2 separate regions of the Danio rerio genome follow, and region 2 is linked to region 1. Evidence: chromatin contacts called from public Hi-C data. All regions are on one chromosome and are shown on one strand. Each heading gives the region's core, a stretch centred on a gene start, on an enhancer-like site or on the middle of the called end of the contact. The rest is flanking DNA. Distances are from core to core; before and after follow the strand shown.

What was found. A called contact is a pair of places that touch in the nucleus more often than the background predicts.
Region 2: a contact with region 1 is called in a Hi-C map of embryo, with 1.7 times the contacts expected there. The contact joins the promoter of dpcd here to the enhancer-like site in region 1. A contact is called at or near these places in 2 of 18 Hi-C or Micro-C datasets (embryo and an unstated tissue).

What each region holds. Positions count from the first base shown.
Region 1 is chr1:35,121,488-35,125,425 of GRCz12tu, reverse strand. All of the region lies in intron 1 of LOC141385860, which reads left to right. Among named protein-coding and RNA genes, the nearest start is that of lbx1b, 14 kb to the right of the region's middle. Within about 2 kb of position 1,850, at least 5 of the 62 cell types and tissues checked have an H3K27ac peak or open chromatin away from gene starts, as enhancers often do.
Region 2 is chr1:35,231,593-35,236,060 of GRCz12tu, reverse strand. dpcd (deleted in primary ciliary dyskinesia homolog (mouse)) reads left to right here and starts at 2,675. Exons shown (of 6, transcript NM_001045377.1): 1 at 2,675-2,958; 2 at 3,378-3,458; 3 at 3,547-3,662; 4 at 3,772-3,905. The coding sequence starts at 2,895. poll (polymerase (DNA directed), lambda) reads right to left here and starts at 2,649. Exons shown (of 9, transcript NM_213243.1): 1 at 2,627-2,649; 2 at 2,392-2,536; 3 at 273-570. The coding sequence starts at 2,512. The region is part of intron 1 of LOC141385860; the gene reads left to right.

The DNA.
Region 1 (3,938 bases), core at 601-3,100:
ATTGTCATGTTTGAGAAATCAGTCTGAGATGATTTAGGTTTTATGGCATAGCTTGTTATCCTGCTAGAAGTAGCCATCAGAAGATGGGTACACTGTGGTCATGAAGAGATCGACATGGTCAGCAACAATACTCAGGTAGGCTGTGGCGTTGACACAATGCTCAATTGGTACTAATGGGCCCAAAGAGTGCCAAGAAAATATCCCCCACACAATTACACCACCACCACCAGCAACCTGAACCATTTATAGAAGGCAAGATGGATCCACACTTTCATGTTGTTAACGTTAAATTCTGACACTAACATACGAATGTCACAGCAGAAATCGAGACTCGTCAGACCAGGCAACATTTTTCCAATTTTCTGTTGTCCAAATTTAATGAGCCTGTGCGAATTGTAGGCTCGCTTTCTTGTTCTTAGCTGACAGGAGTGGCACCCAGAATGGTCTTCTGCTGCTGCTCATTTGCCCCAAGGTTCGACATGTTGTGTGTTCAAAGATGCTCTTCTGCATACCTCGGCTGTAACGAGTGGTTATTTGAGCTGCTGTTGCCTTTCTATCAGCTGGAACCAGTCTAGCCATTCTCCTCTGAACTCTGGCATCAGCAAGGCATTTGCACCCACAGAACTGCAGCTCACAAGATATTTCCTCTTTTTCTGACCATTTTCTGTAAACCCTAGAGTTGGTTGTGCATGAAAATCCCAGTAGATCAGCAGTTTCTGAAATACTCAGACCAGCCTGTCTGGCACCAGCAACCATGCCATATTCAAAGTCACCTAAATCATATTTCTTGCACATTCTGATGCTCAGTTTGAACTGCAGCAGATCATCTTGACCATGTCTACATGCCTAAATTTATTGAGTTTTTGCCAGGAGATTGGCTGATTAGAAATTTGTTAACAAGCAGTTGTACAGGTGTACCTAATAAAGTGGCCGGTGACATTTTGACATTTGACATTTTTACAGTGTACACACAGTACATTCCCAGTAAGGGAAAGTATAATGAGTCTGCCAAATTCTGACATTTGGAATCAACCGTTATTCTAAGTAAAAATAGTTACATTAATCACACTTTATTTGATTATTCTAATTTGTTTCATAACAAGATTTTTATATAAATTTCTATAATTTTATATCATTTTAATCTAATATCGAAATGTGAAACAGCAATTTAAAGCACTTTTATTTGTCACAATTGACAAACATGATCACACAACCAGTGTCTATCCTCTATCTTTTTTTTTTCCATAAATAACAACAACAACAATAAAAACTGAAATGATATTGTTTTTCATCAGTCAAGTACACTTGGGTAATACATACATAGAAAAAATGTAGGTGACTTTTAGAAACAACATTTTTAATGAAAATATTTGAATAAAAGGAGTAAAGAAAGAAAGAAAGAAAGACATTGCTATAAGCATTATTGTGATCACCCTCTAAATGGGTGTTTTAGCTACTAAAAAACCACCAACGTTTTTTAATTACCCAACATCCACCACACACACCACAACCTAAAACCATCCTAAAGCCCTTTGAACTCTGCTTAAACACAAGCGCCAGCATCGCCACAAAGACAGAAGTGCACGTGGAGGGGCCACTGCAGCTGTCTGTCTGTCACGTGTGACAAAGCACCCTCTCCATCACCCCGAATACTGAGCCTTTCCGCCACCTTTCTCCATTTCTCCCAAACCCTCTTGACTCTGTGCTCCAGAGGGGGCCGCTCGCTGTAAGTGAAGCCCCTGCCACCCTTCAACCTTATATAAGCGTAGTTTGAGACAGCTGTGCTCTGCTCCGCTCAATAGCCTGGACGAGGCACTGCGTTAATGTGTAGCTTCTCTTTGTGGCTCTGCTCTCTTTAAAGGACAATGGAGGAGGCAGGCAGAAAAAGGCTGTATAAGGGGAGAATGGAGTCACTGGGTATTTAGGCCTAGTTCATAAAAACAAGGCAACAAAAAGGCCTTGGATTCATCACTGTCTTATTTGGGTGGGAAAGCATGAGGTTTGGAGTGGAGAGGAGGAGAAGTTGACGGCTCTATTACTATAGTTAAGAGCAGAGTCAGAAAGCAGGAGTATGCAAGGTAAGTAGGAGGATGCAACTTAGTGAGTGGGCCTGTTGACAGACTGTGATTGCTTTTGATTATTATTATTAATTGTATAACAGTATTTGATTGATTGGTCTTGAATGGTTGGTTCACTATTTAACAGCATTTGAAAACCTGTAGTTTAGTTGCATAGAAAGAACCTCATTGCTTAAAATGAGTAAAATGCAAATAAAGAAGTGCAAAAAAGAGTAAACTTTCTTAAAAATGTGGTGAATTTACAAATGATCACAATAAAATATATAATAATAATCTAAGGTTTATTTATATTTATTTGTTTGTTATTAAATACAATAGTAATAATAATATTTATTATTATCATTATTATTAATAAATACTTGTGTAAAAATATATTATCTATTAATATTAATATATTATTTGCTATTATTTATTTATGATTTCATATAATAATGATAATAATAATAACAACAACAACAACAACAACAACAACAACAATAACAATAATAAATATCATTTTTTATTTTTCATTCATTTTCTTTTCGGCTTAATCCCTTTATTAATCTGGGGTCACCACAGCAGAATGAACCGCCAGTTTATCCAGCATGTGTTTTAAGCAGCAGATGTTCTTCCAGCTGCAACCCATCACTGGAAAACATCCATACACACTCATTCACACAAATACACTAAGGACAATTTAGCTTACCCAATTCATCTGTATCGTATGTCTTTGGATTGTGGGGGAAACCGGAGCACCCGGAGGAAACACGGGGAGAACATGCAAGCTCCACATAGAAATGCCAACTGACCCGCTAAGGCTCGAACCAGCAATCTTCTTGCTGTGAGATGATTTTGCTACCCACTGCGCCAGCGTGACGCCTATTATTATTTTTTACATATAATTTACTTTACATTATTAAATCTGTTGCCATAAAATTATGTAAATTAAATACCTGCATAATTAATAAAAAACATATAATTAAGAACCCTTCTAAGTAATGTAAATCACTTCTTTACTTTTATATAACATAAACATGCAATTTTTTCCAAGAGTATTTACTGAGCGTTTTAGTGCAAACCATGAGTACATTAAATATCCACCATTCCTCCCCACAAAAGAAAGAAAAAAAAACATATATTGTAGCCTATGATATACAGTCAGCTCTTATATAAACATACTTTACTACTGGAGTATTATTATAAGGCAAACTTCACCAGATCCTTCATACAGTTAAAAATTTACTGATTGCCTTAAACTTGTAAGTTAAATTAAATTAACTATTTGAGTAATTTAACTTAAATTACATTAAACTAACTTTAAATAGCTTGTGTAACTCAAACAATTAAGTTAAAAACATGATTAAACTATAATTAACATAAAACATACAGTATGTTGTCATGATTTATTGATATAATGTTTCACAGCCTATAAACTGGGGTGGTATGGTCTATTTTTATAGTCTGGAGGTATATTATCATTGAGTATATCATCGTTCATTATTTTATTTTTCATAAAATGTATTACAATATATATATATATATATATATATATATATATATATATATATATATATATATATATATATATATATATATATATATATATAAAATATAATCGCAAATCATAAAAAATCGGTATATGGAAAATGCTAATAAAATAGCATTAATAGTATAAAATAGCAATTTCCAAATTTACTTTGACTTGTTTTTCATGGCAGACAATATGAACACAAGACATTTCATTTTTTTTGTCTAGGCAACTTCATTTGTAAATATACATCCTTGCAGAACATTCCAATAAAAAGTTGTGACGAGCAATTTAGGGCTTGTAATCAGGTAAATTGGTTAAATAATGATGTGATTTGAAACAGGTGATGTCAA
Region 2 (4,468 bases), core at 1,426-3,925, 110 kb before region 1:
AAAGCAGATTTTTGAGTCTTCATTGTTGCCAGCCCCTCTCTATGAAACAAATGTCCATAAGTATAGGGTCCCCATTGTCTCCCATGTCTTTTTATGTATTGTTATGCCTGTGGTGGTAGCTTTAACCTAAATACTGTACCTGCCTGGTTCTTTCCTGACTGCACAGTGATTTGGATCATTTAGTAGTTGATGTAAAAGTGCTTTATAATACATAGTGCTTGAAAGAAAGAAAGAAAGACTACTGTATTAAAGCCAAGATTCCAGAGCTTTACCTCTCAGGAGGACGGAGGCTGTAGTCTTCAGTGTCTAGTAATCTCTTCTCACTGATGCAGGCACTCAACCAAGTGCATTTGATCAAATGAACAGCAGATGGCAGTGTATCTACTTTCAGAAGTCTCAGAGCTCTCTTAAAATCAACTGAATCATCCACCACCACATGTGTGCAGCTGGGAGCGAATGTGGAGACTGCCTGTCCTCCATTCTGGGTGATCTGCCGATGGAATATATCACACCTGGCTTTCCCTATACCAGCTGGAACTATGTATATAGTGACTCCCTGGAAAACTGTACCTGATTAAAAAAATGAGAACCAGAAATTTGAATTAGAATAGTAGAGGCTTATTTATATCATATTCATAAAATATACTTTACATTCTTCATGAATCTGTTATAATCAGCAGTGATTAAAATATTTCAAAAATAACTACATGTTATTTTAGGCCAATTATACAAAAATATATAATTTTCTTTATTTTCTTTAGTTACTGAAGACACTGACTAAAATAACACCCAGTTAAATAATAATAGTACAGCAAATACTTGTTTTTAATGCACATTAAACTCAGTAAACAGGGAAAGAAGTCTATTTTTTACATGCAATCGTTATATATTAATGATCTTTTTTTCTATTTATGTCTGCACTGTTTGTACTTTGTAGCACTGTTTATACTATACCAAGACAAATTCCTTGTGTGTGGAAGCACACTTTGCAATGAAGCCCTTTGTGATTCTGATTCTGCGATTTTTATATTTATGAGAATCATGTTACTTAACAAACTTTGAACATATACGTTAAACAACACAAAAGTAACAGCATTTACAGTATAGACCAGGGGTGGGCAAACTCGTTCCTGGAGGGCCAGTGTCCTGCACAGTTTAGCTCCAACTCTACTCAAACCTCAAACACACCTGCTTGTAGATTTCTAGTGATCTTGAAGACACTGATCAGCTTGTTCAGGTGTGTTTGATTAGTGTTGGAGCTAAACTGTGCAGGACACCGGCCCTCCAGGACCGAGTTTGCCCATCCCTGGTATGACCATTTGTCTCATACACAAGAACTACTTAATAGTATATGTTTTATTCATTCATTTTCTTTCAGCTTAGTCCCTTATCAGCGGTCACCTAGGTCTGTCCCAATAATCAATATATCGAATTATCACAGGAAGACCTGAACATGACCCCTATCACATACATCTGCCATACATAAAAAACTAATGCCAGCAACATTTTAGATGACTGTGCAGTCTGGGTCATCTCTTCCAATCTTTATTGAAGGTGTCAGTAAAAAAACACAATAGTATTTCCTCTAAAGTCATATTGAATTTAGTCTAAAACGTTTCTAGTTCTTGTTACCTTGCACTCTTTATTATTATTATTATTATTATTATTATTATTATTAATTATTATAATTATTATTTATTTATTTGTATATATTAGGATATACAAATGTTTTCACATTCAGCTTCCAATCCCTAATTATTAAAATTACTATAATTGTGTTAAATATTATTAAAAGTAAAATATAGTATGTACTTGCATCAGGATGCTATTATATTGCCATTCTATGATTATATAATGAGTGGCAAAAATGCTCTTAAAATGACAATAATGCTGTTTCTCGTACTAAATTTTGGTACTATAAATTAGCAAAAAATACAGATATCGAGACAGGTCTAGGATCGCCACAGCAAAATAAACCACCTAATATATGTATTACTGTAACTAATTAGAGACTTTAATTAAAGCGGTGACAAAATGTACACATAATGCTCCATAATTGTAGTAAAACATCCTGGGGAACCACAGCTCTGCCCTTTTGTATATTCCGCAATTTTTTATTAACTAATGATTTATAACTCTTTATTTAGGCCTAGTCGTGAACTATTTGCTAATGTATTTGATATCTATCTATCTATCTATCTATCTATCTATCTATCTATCTATCTATCTATCTATCTAGTCACAATAAGAACTGGTTACTTACAATATTAAACAAATTAATATGTTATGTCTGTTAAAATTAGACATATATAAAAAGATATTACCATGCAGCAAAGCAGGGAGATTTATTCTTTAGTTTCCTAACTCAAGTGTAAAAACAGAATGATGAACCTGTTAGTGTTATTGATTCAGCAGGAGTCCTCTTGGAAGGAGGCGCGTCCTTCTGGTCATTAGGCCTGGCTCTCTTAACTTTAGGGAAAGCCTTTAGAATTCCATGGCCATGACCCTCCATTCCGAACAGGGAGATGATCTGGAGCTGATGAGAAAATGACTGCGATCAGTAGGCAACATAATATAAAAATAAACAGTCTATAAACATATACAGCTGAAAACATGCCATCAGTACCCCTTTCAAATCCTCTCTCCGAGAACAACACACGACACTAATGTTTTTAAACGGATCTACTTCCGGGTCGTAGAGTTGGCTTCTTTTATTAAACATGAAAAAAATGCAGCACTTTTTCACTTTTTGCAACATGTAATACTTCAAATCGATTAATCGTGTATACAATTCTGTTAAATGTATAAAAAAGATAAAAGAGCTTGTTTGAAATAGAGGTTGTCAAGGCAACCGCAGGCGCGGGTTTGTTTGAGGAAATGAATCAGCAGGAAGCATGGCTGTTCAACAGTGGGCTGATGCTCTTGAAAAAGCCAAGAAAACTGCTTTAATATCCGATGGTAGGAAGTTGTCTTTTATTTTACTTTAGGATATTTTTTCTTCTATGTGTGTATTTGAGCCGGTATGCTTTTAATAGTATTATACGAGTTTTTATAAATCTTTTAATTTTGCTACCGACTAACGTTAGCAGCACAAGAAAACTTGCATACGAAAACAATAGACCAGGGATTTATTATAGCTTTGCTGTATTGTGATTGTATGGTGTATAATAACTACTGTAAAAATACCACGTGTTAGCTATGGTTTATGTAGCGTTGTTTACGTGTTTTTGTTGTTGCTGTTTACTTTATAGTAAAACCATGGTAATTTTACCAAGAGGAATATCTCAAGCTTTGCGTATATTATTTTAAGTCTTTAACATTGTGAGATGTATGGTAAAGTGTAAGATGTGTCTTTTCATGTGTCTTTCTCTTTCTAGGGAAAAGGAAAGTTCATTATCAGTTTGAGGATGGCAATGAGATGGCTGAGGAGTATGACCTAAAAACAGATGAGCTTGTCAGTAAGTGTTTTCTGTCTTGGCTTCATCCGAGCAAATAAAAAAAGAATTCATTTGAATATTCTTCTGTCATCATTTAATCTTTTGTTAGTGCGAAAGTGGCGACATAAAACCACCTTTGGAGGACAGGGGCAGTGGACTTTGGAAGTTGGTGAAACAAACCCAACTGGGGCTACATCTGATTTAATAAAAGAGAACAGTTCAAATGTGAGCGCTCATTTTTAGTTATTTTAATACTTAATTGATGATGACTTACAAAAAATAATAACAATGTTTATTGCAAGACAACCTAATTATCTTGTTTTTATGCCCACAGCCACTATTTATGCGCCGGGACACAAAGACAAGTTTCCAGTGGAGGATCCGTAACATTTCTTACCCTTTAGAAGTCTACAGTGTGACAGCTGAGCCAATGGAAAGATGTTGTGTCATTCGGACCTCGAACAAAAAGTAAGTTAATATTAATAAGAGGTTTTAAATGATCATTTATATTTTTAATCACCATAGAGCATATTATTACTGAAGTCATTTCATAATTTTCATTTTACAGAAACACTTGTTCATTTCTAAATTGTCTCAACCTTTATCGTAAAAAAAAAAAAAAAAAAAAAAACAGTCAAAGAATCATTTAATTAATGTGAATTATGAGGTAAGTGGATTGTTACATCCCTATTTAGGATTTATTCACACTTGACACATTTGGTTCAGTTAAAGTAAATATGGCAAATTTTTTTCAATAAGTGTGCATTGTGCCATACAAACCTTGAAATGAATTAACCAGGACTGGTGAAAATATCAAATATATTTCTCAGATCACTTCTAAACAAACCAAAGAAATCCCAACACAACAAAATTAGCATATGATGTGAACATAAACAGGACAGAATGTCACAAGTATTTAACAGATAAAAGCAAAGATTGGAATGTTGGACACTTCATCCACTCAGTGGTCACAGATTTAATTGTTTTGGGATGTGATGCTGCTGTCAGATTCAACCGTCAAATGTCAAAAT